Regions from separate parts of the Drosophila melanogaster genome. Here region 1 is linked to region 2. A link is a contact called in public targeted proximity ligation data. All regions are on one chromosome and are shown on one strand. The core of a region is the stretch at or near the end of the contact, and the rest is flanking DNA. Distances in the headings are between cores, read along the strand shown. Region 1 holds the start of beat-Ic (beaten path Ic). Region 2 holds the start of lncRNA:CR44868 (long non-coding RNA:CR44868).

Evidence for each region.
Region 1: a contact with region 2 is called in a targeted proximity ligation map of the Kc167 cell line, with 1.8 times the contacts expected there. A contact is called at or near these places in 4 of 107 Hi-C or Micro-C datasets (the Clone 8 cell line, the Kc167 cell line and embryo) and 2 of 7 datasets of targeted methods (both in the Kc167 cell line).

Annotation. Positions count from the first base shown.
Region 1 is chr2L:15,997,063-16,001,742 of dm6, forward strand. It overlaps beat-Ic (beaten path Ic), which reads left to right and starts at 3,229. Exons shown (of 8, transcript NM_001299041.1): 1 at 3,229-4,192.
Region 2 is chr2L:15,909,929-15,914,140 of dm6, forward strand. It overlaps lncRNA:CR44868 (long non-coding RNA:CR44868), which reads left to right and starts at 2,630. Exons shown (of 1, transcript NR_124298.1): 1 at 2,630-3,181. All of the region lies in intron 2 of beat-Ib (beaten path Ib), which reads right to left. It overlaps lncRNA:CR44867 (long non-coding RNA:CR44867), which reads left to right and starts at 1,763. Exons shown (of 1, transcript NR_124297.1): 1 at 1,763-2,134.

The DNA of each region.
Region 1 (4,680 bases), core at 1,979-4,478, 88 kb after region 2:
GGGTTGTTTGAACGCAAATTTTTAACAATCATTTGCAATACATATTTGTTTTTGCCCCTTGTTGTGGGGGGTTTTTTGCTGCTTCAAAAGCTGCCATATAGTTTAAAGTGTTGTAAATATTTGCGATACAACAATGTTTGCACTTGGTTTGAAATTCACAGCCATTTTTTACAGAGCTTTACGCCATTTTTTGCGCTTCTCGTAGATCGAATGATTTAGGTTTCTTTTGCAAGTTTATTTATTATTTTTATAGCTGGATTTTGACATGGATTTAGTGGGCGATATTTTGTTTAGCCCGTTAAACAAATATTTGACGTGCAGCGGGCCTGAATCGTACAAAAGTAATTGCTGCCGATAGCACAGGGAATATTTGGACATCGAAGTGTCATACTTTAAGTTGAAGAGCTCGCAATTTAATTTCATTGGATCCTGCGCAGCAGATGGAGGCTCCTTGGCCTGGCCTAATTGAATTTTCACTAATCCAATAGATTAAGAAGCAGCAGCAAGAGTTGCTCCGTAGTTGCTTGTAATGCAATGCAAAAACAATAACAAAATTATGCTGGCCAACAGAAGGAGCCGCTGACAAGTCTAAGGACATCCTAAGAGACTCCCAGGATGACCTCAAAAGTGCAGGGCAAGTTGCGAAAAACAGTCGACTCTTGGTCCCTAAGAAGAGGCTTAGTTTTCCCTTACCATGCACTGTCTTTGTTTGTTATGTTTTTCAATTACAAAAATTTAATTAGCTGCGAAAAGAGAACGACTTCTCCGTGGTAAATTTAAATCATGCATAAATTAGGAAATTTCCGCATTCCCACGTTTACTTAGCGGCACATTGGGCGCCACAATTAATTATATGTTGACATGACATTTATTTGACTTGCATAAATTAGTCAATTAGTTGATGAACGTTAATAAAGTTTATGGTGAACCGCTAGGAAAGGTGTAAGCGGGTTTATTAGTTGCGTTCTGGTTCATTGGGAAAAAGAGACACAATTCTTAGGACTCAACTTAGTTGAAAGAACATCTATCATAATTTTTTTTCTTTTTTATATATGGTCACATATATGGTCAATTCTTACTTGTTATACTCCACATTTTTAGCCACATTTAAAGACTAAGATAAATGATAATATTTACTCAAAAGTTCACATTGTTTCAAAAGCAATCGAATTCACCTTATTCACTTTACTCAAAGTCTCCCACTTGACCATTTGGCAGTGGTTCCTACTGCTGTCAGCAGATAGAAAATTTCTTGAAGGGCAAGAAAAGTGGAGAGGAGGTCCTGGAAAGATCTTGATGGTTGTAGGTTGTGTGCTCGCCGAACATTTTATCGCCTGCACTCAACGAAAAGGTGAATGACGATGGACGCACCAAATTTTCGACACATTGTGGCGTCCGTCTCTGTGTGAGTATGTGAGATGCACATGGCGTATACGCAATAAAAGAGCGACACTCAAAGCCGTGGTTATCAGAGGAGCTTTCCCCGGCCCTCATGCTTGTCGTCATTAGATTAGAGTGGAGCAAGCCCAGCGGAAGAGAGATAGAGATGAATGAGTGACAGAGAGGGAGGGAACACACAGCGAAATGTCATAGTAAAAAAAAAAATTAATTAGATGCGAAAATTATAATGATTCCTAAATAATAGGGCGATGAATAAAATTTGCTTCCGAGTTTATTTTATTTAACCTTTACAATTTTAATCTATTCTTTAAAGTGAAATATAAGTTTCATATAAGAGAACGAATAATTCAAAAATATTGCAATGTGAGTCAATCAACACTCTTTAAGATCAAAAATACTTGTTTTATCAACGATTTTGTTCGTATGCTTTTTGCTAAGTGCACGAATTTCATGCACACATCGAGGAGACAAAAATTAAACTATGGGGCGTTGCCTTGCTAGGATGTGCGTTAAATTGTAAAACACGAGGGGCTGTGTGGTGCGAGTTTTTACTGGGGAGGGGACTGTGGGGCAAAGGGGCAAAGGGGCAAAAGGACTGCGCCCAGCTGGCCAGTGTTATCCTGGCTGTCATGCTGTGGCCAGTTCTCGTTTATTTTGCGTATTAGACGCTGCTATTTTGTGCTTATTGTCGCCATGGTCCTCTCTGTCTGGCAGCCATGTCCTGCCGTGTCCTGTTATTTTTCGCTTGTTTGGTTCCTTCGGTGCCATTGTCAGCTCATTTGTAATTTTTGGCACAACGATTTCAAATTAAGCAACCGGAAATGAGCTGACATTTTGTATTCTGTTTCCCATTTGCTGTTCGTTCGTTTCGCTTTGAAATGCTCGCATTCGGTAGTGCGCAGCTTAACGGCACTTTAGCGGTTATTCGTCAGGATCGAGATCCATAGGGGCAATCATCATCGTATCCGCTTGGCCGTCGTCGTTATCATCTCCAAACACCCCACACACTCCTCCGCCTGCTGCCTTTCAAGTTATCTTGTCTATTATGACAATATTAATATTTACATTTTACAGTTATTGTCTAGCCAAAGCTTTCTCACACAGGATATCCACCACCATGGATATATGTATGTATATCAAATATATGTGTCTACATATAGATTCGTGTTCTCATGTATCCTTTCTATTTTGTTTGCTGCCAGTGCTGCTTGTCATGTTTGCTGGCTCGTATGCATTTGGTATTTTCTTGTTTATTGCTTTATGTTTCAACCGCTGCTGCTCTATTTTCCACCCGTCCTACAGTTTTCTCCATGGATACTGCATCTTGTCAATATGGTTTCCATTTTGCATGTTGTGCATTAGTTCCGTTTGTTGTTGACCACTTTAGTCGCTGTCTCCTAAGGTTCAGGCTTCAGTTTCTCCTTTTCATGGATGCCACGCCAGTAAATTTTAATTCTCGATTTATTTAAATTTCATTTAAAAGAGATTCAATTTATATTCAATTTCAATGCAGGACTTCATTTTATTTACTAGCTGCGTACAACTAATCGTACCGTTTAGTGTAATAGCCATTAAGATTTTTGTTAGACCTTAGTTTAAAGAAAAGGTTAGGAGAACACGAATTAGTATTAATAGTAAATAAATATGTTGATGTTATTATAATAATTAAACGGGGATTCCTGTTTCCTGAGAATTACATTACCCAATGTAAGTTTACAGAGTCTGTTAAGTTATCAGTTAAATAAATCCCAATGAATCCCTGTTAACAAGCAACTCACTTTTCGAACACGAAAGCTTTTCATCAACGAAACACAACCTCTCTTTTAGCTGCTTTCTCCCGCACTCTCTGAAATTTCCCCAGCCTCGGCTCGTGTTTCGTCAAGTGCCGAGTGGCTCAGCTCTTTATTCTGTGCTCTCGCTGGCAGGACACGAGTACGTACAGCCGAATTCCTTCGATTCCAGCTTCTACTTAACAGCATCGGCATCGGGTCCTTCAGCAGCAGCTGCTGTTGTTGGGATTCCGGCGAGGGCCGACAGCTTCCTGCCGCTGATGCTTCAGTTACGTTGATAATGTCAAATCGTTTGGTTCGCTCTGCTGTCGCCATCGCCCACGGGTGCAACCACAACAACAGTGCCAACGACGAGGGCCAGCGAGCTAATAAATTTTAATAAAATCCCCATCACAACAAAGAATAAACAACAGCGCAACCAGACAACACAAAAAATTCGTATAACAAAAATTGCGAAAGAATCTGCAGTTCGGCGGGCCAAGCAAATGCCCGCTAAAAAAAAGTGTCAGAATTTGTGAAAATTAATATTTCACCAGAGATTTGAGTGTTTCCAAAACAAACAAAAAAAAACCCGAACACTGCAAACAGGACAAACTTTTTCGTTTCGCCAAACTTTTATTTCGTACACACTTTTTTGGTCCTACGCGATTTGCTCGCGAAAATTATGAAAAATATGTGAGAAATGTGCAAAATCCGCAAAATACTAAAGTAAGGGCATAGGTCAAGCCCTATTCTCCAGTGCGGGATATATATTCTGGACGGGCCAAAAATCCCCTGACGTTGTCCTTTCAGTAAACCAAACCCACCCACCGCCCATCTAGTGTCATGTGTATGTGCGAAAAGAAAAGCAGCCAAGTTGAGTGTGTGTGCGCCTGGGTGTGGGAAGTCGTGTAACGTGCTAAAATAAGTTAATTTATTGCCGGCACAACAACAATCACAACACACAAAGACAACAACTGCCGGCAGTCATAACATTTGTGTTGTTCACCAGTTACCCAAAGGTGAGTTACTTTCAGTTGAGCGTTCCGACTGGGTGATGATGATATCTGTATCTGTGATTTTGCTCCGGCTTTTTGTTGGGACTCTTAAAATATAATTTACGGTCATGTAGGCTGTGGATTTTGCAAAACCAAGCAGATTTTTGGCAGGAGAAATATGTTTCGGCAGTGCGATTACACACAAATAAAATAAAAAATAAATTTCTAGATTAGCTTTGAAAATTAGGATTCATTAAACAAAAAAAACTCCAAAGAATGAATGACCATGTAGTTCTAATCTTTTGTCCAGATTACTGTAACCAATCATTTAAGAAGCAAACTGATTTTGTGCCGTAAAAGACGCTTTAAGCTAATTACTCATGCTGTAATAATCTGCATTAGACATAATTCGATTTGCTTGACACTTCGTAATAACTAATTTATCCAAGTAGATGAATAGCTCAGAATAATGAAAGGACTTGTGCCGTAAGTCACTTTACAATTAGGTGTTT
Region 2 (4,212 bases), core at 1,380-3,879:
TCTGCTTAGCAGCTGCTTTTTTCCAACGCTGAACGCCGGATCGAAATAGTACGAAAAAACTAATCTCATCCATATTGCCGGCTTTTCTAGCCGGCCGCCGTTTGTTGGCCAGCACAAATTTGCGTAAACAGAGCACTATTTGTTTGGCCGAATGGCGAGAGGGGTAACATTTGGGACGGGGTATTGAGAGCGAACGACCATAGGAAGACTATTTAGAAACCGTTGCTGTTCTATTTTGGCCAGGCCAACAGAAGAGGGCCAACAACGCTGCTGCCAACTTGGCGGCACACGTATTTAACTTAAGGAAACCTTGGGCTCGTCGTCTCGATCGAACTGGAAAACCTTGGAAAACCAGAAGCGGGCACCGGCTTGGAAAAAACCAAAAGGAAACAATAACAACTGCAAATGGATCGGAAAGGAGTCCATGAAACCTTAAAGGGCCCCAGAATGGATAAGATAGAGTAGAAGGTTATCATAATAAATAATAGTAATTAGTTTTGAGCTTTTTGTGCTGACACGTAGAAATAATTATGAACTATGAATAGTATAGCAGTTTTTCTAATCTAGCTCTTATTCATAAAGGCGTTTATCTTTGGTAAAGCTTCTTAAAGTGAGCAGAAAATGAACTCAACAATGAAAATCAAGCTCTCAGCTTCTCGAAAAGAACATTGCCTACTTTGCCGCTATTTTGCGAATATTATTTAATAAGATGCTGCCTCGCAATAGTAGCCGCTTTACAAATTTGTAATCTAAGTTGCCCAGCTCATTATAATCGTCGTTTTTTTATTGTATCGTTAATTACTTGCAAAAAATGTCCGTCTTGCAGATTATTTTTCCTCTTATCTAAAGCAATGTTAACAATCTTAAAGTCCATGTTGCTTGCATCTGATTTCACGAAATCCCTTGTCGCTGCTCCAGACCGATTTGCCACTTGAGTGCTGCATTAAAGCCAGCATTACAAGCGACCTGCTCCGGACGTCGCTTACACGTCGCCCCACCCAGTACACAATCATTGTTTAAGTTTTGACACAAATAAAAACAACAAAACACAGAGAAACCAAAAAGCCAGCGACTGGAAAACGAGGCCACCAGAAGCGAACGGCCAACTGGAACTGAAGTGCGAGCCACTTGGCATTATGTTGGCCTGTTACTCGCTGCCCCTATATTATCGATCATGATTTGAAAGCGAAAGTGAAGGCGGTGGAGGCGTAGAGCCCAACAAACTCATCCGCCGACGTACAGTGTCATTCATATGTATAAATATAATTTGACAAATTTGTACGGATGTTTCAAATAATAACAAACAACAAAACAAGGTATATGGATATGTGATGTGCAGATATATCAAGTTTTTAAAAATCTGGGAGATATTAAATTTCCGCAAGATTTTGTTCTATAAAACAATCTCATCGAGTGCGAATGTTTTTTCATTGATTGCGTCCACTGTACATGGCAGATACAGATACATTTGCAGATACGAACGCAGTGTGGATTCAGATACATTTCGTTCACTAGCGCTGTCTGTTCGCCTGGTCGTCGAGCAAAGCCGGCTATCGATTTCTACATAAAAAACGAAAGTGAATTTCATCCGGACGGCTGCGCGTTGGATGCTCTTCGCTGACCCACTTTTTTGGGCGCGTTCGCTGACCCCGATTGGCCCAAGGTTCAACGCTCCAAGTTGAGTGGCCGCCAACGGTGTCATGTTCAGGGCCCGTCCCTGACCCATCGAGGGCCCCAGCAGCACAAGCAGCACAAGCAGCACCACCAAAACCACTGGCACCCACCGATCGACGATTGAAAGAAAAATCAGACGCCTGTTGCGCCTACCAGGCGATCAGACAACTCAGCGCGTGACGCTGTAGAAACGGTGCTTTCTTTTTCGACGGGTCAACGAACCCGGGCTCCAAATTTCGGAGATCGTTGACCGCCCCGGTGGTGGGAGAGTAAGAGAGACGGCAGTTGGTGGTGAGAGAGAAACAGCGAGCGAACTGCGAACGGAACAAGTCTGAGTGAGAGGGTGAGTGGAATAAGAGAGGGAGACAAGTTGCTCGTGTTCAGCGGCAGAGAGACCGCTGACACACTTACACTTTTGATTGCCTCTGCAATCAGTTTCACAGTACGCACTAGATAGGGGAAAAATATATTCTCACTTTCTCAGTAAATTAAATTTTGGAATTATTATACATATTATAAGTAAATAAAGTAAAAAGCAGTTTTAAAAATAACGGTTAGCTTACCGCATTTTTAATTATAATTGTATTACAATTTCACTGTAGAATTTGAATTTGTATTGTATTTTCGATTCCATAACTAAGAATTGTGCTCATCATATCGAAGTTTTCCTGTAGCTTATGGCATGGTAGCAACAGTGAACTTAGTATTATATTTACCGAGCAACAAATTGTTATTCCGAACCGTAAAATGCATGACTACATCTCAGCTGCTAAACATCATTAATGGGTAGCTTGTCGTTTTCCATAGAAAACGCTCGAAAAGCAAGAGCGGCACTGGAAATGTTTATAAACTTTAATGATCGCATACCCCTCCTCACGCGAAAAAACATTATTTTTTTGTTAAATACGAAATTATAAACTTTTCATACCAAGCGACCAGAAACCATTTGAAAGTCGTTTGTCGAGTGCATCTCGCACGCTCCACTCGAGTGAATAAGTGCCAAGGTTGAATTTGACTTGTGTAACCGAGCTATGGAGCAGAGTGGCCGCAGCGGAGGGGCAGAGACCCCGCTCACAAGCTGTGACACACACAGCTGGAAAGAGATCGAGAATGATGTCGTCACTAGCCCTAGAATTTCCAAGTTCCCGAATCAGCCGTTGGGCAATAGCTTCAGATACATTTTGTATCCGGGGAGCCTAGGAAAGCACTTTCCGTTTGTATCGCCGCTCTTCCACGCTGACCATTTATCCAAAATCCCAGGCGTTCAGTGATCTGGTGGAAGTACTTACGTTATGGATAAATTTGATTTTTACTGTGCACTTGGAGAAAACAATTAGTTAAGAACTCAAACAAAATTAAGCTTTAAAGCAACGATTTCAATTTTTTCGTTGCCTAATAGGTACAACTAAAAACTGTATATTATAACTTGTTCCTAATAATATTCCGTTAATAATAAAAAACTAAAAAAGCAGGCATGCGTGTATAAGCTTTAAACTAACCAATTTACAAAAATATATTGTTTAAAAAAACTGAAATCTTGTTTTCTTTGTGTTTTACAATATAGTCGACAGATATCTTTTAAAAATTGCATACATTTTTTCAATAAATGTACATACATATGTATGTATATATATATATATATGTAATGTGAATAAGTCAGATTACGACTTAAAAATAAAAATAGTTTCTTTCAGTGCTTATATGTTTAGGCAAATTAGTCTAAAGCTTTGTGAGAGTGCCAATAAGCAAATTACCCCAGTCCCAGACCCCCCCATTGGTATAAAAAGCAAACAGACGAATACATATACGTATGCATATATTATTTCAATACACGTGCGCACACAATCATTATCTGAACACAAACCCATATCTGTATGTGAACGAGCGTATGTAGCTGTGTGGGTTCAGTCATAATGCCACTTATCAGTGGGTAGACGTCGCCATGCTTTTAAACGCTGCTCGCCTATTCGAATTAGTACAAAATAATACCGTATTTCCTAGAAGCTTACGGATTCACCGTTACGCCGTAGTCTCCCAGTGGATGTGAGAGGGACGGCATAAAGCGAGGAGAGCAACAACAAAAGGGCAATTTAGTACGCTTTTCGTATATACGTGCGTTTGTACATATTACGCATACGCTCCGTTGCCTCGATCATAAACAAGTACCGGTCGGCGCCAATGGGTGTAAATGTTTTTATTTTGTTTATATCAAAATTTAACAACAATTCGGATGGAAAAGTTTAAAACATTTTAAATAGTTTGCTTATAGAACAGGCGACCAGCACATTGAAATAGCATTCGGTTGCACCGAAAAAGCAAAATAGGCACCCGGTCAACGAATTGAATTTCACGTTCTCGTCGCTGTTTCGGCTTTTTTAGTAAAAGTTATGCGTCATCAGTTCCGAGAACTCAGCAAAAGCTGGAAATGATAAGCAAGCGATTGTGGATCGATCGTCACCAGCTGCTTATGCTATACCCGATCCAGACCCGTTTTTGTTTCGGTTCCCACTAAGCGAACGGTTATTAATTGTTTGCGTT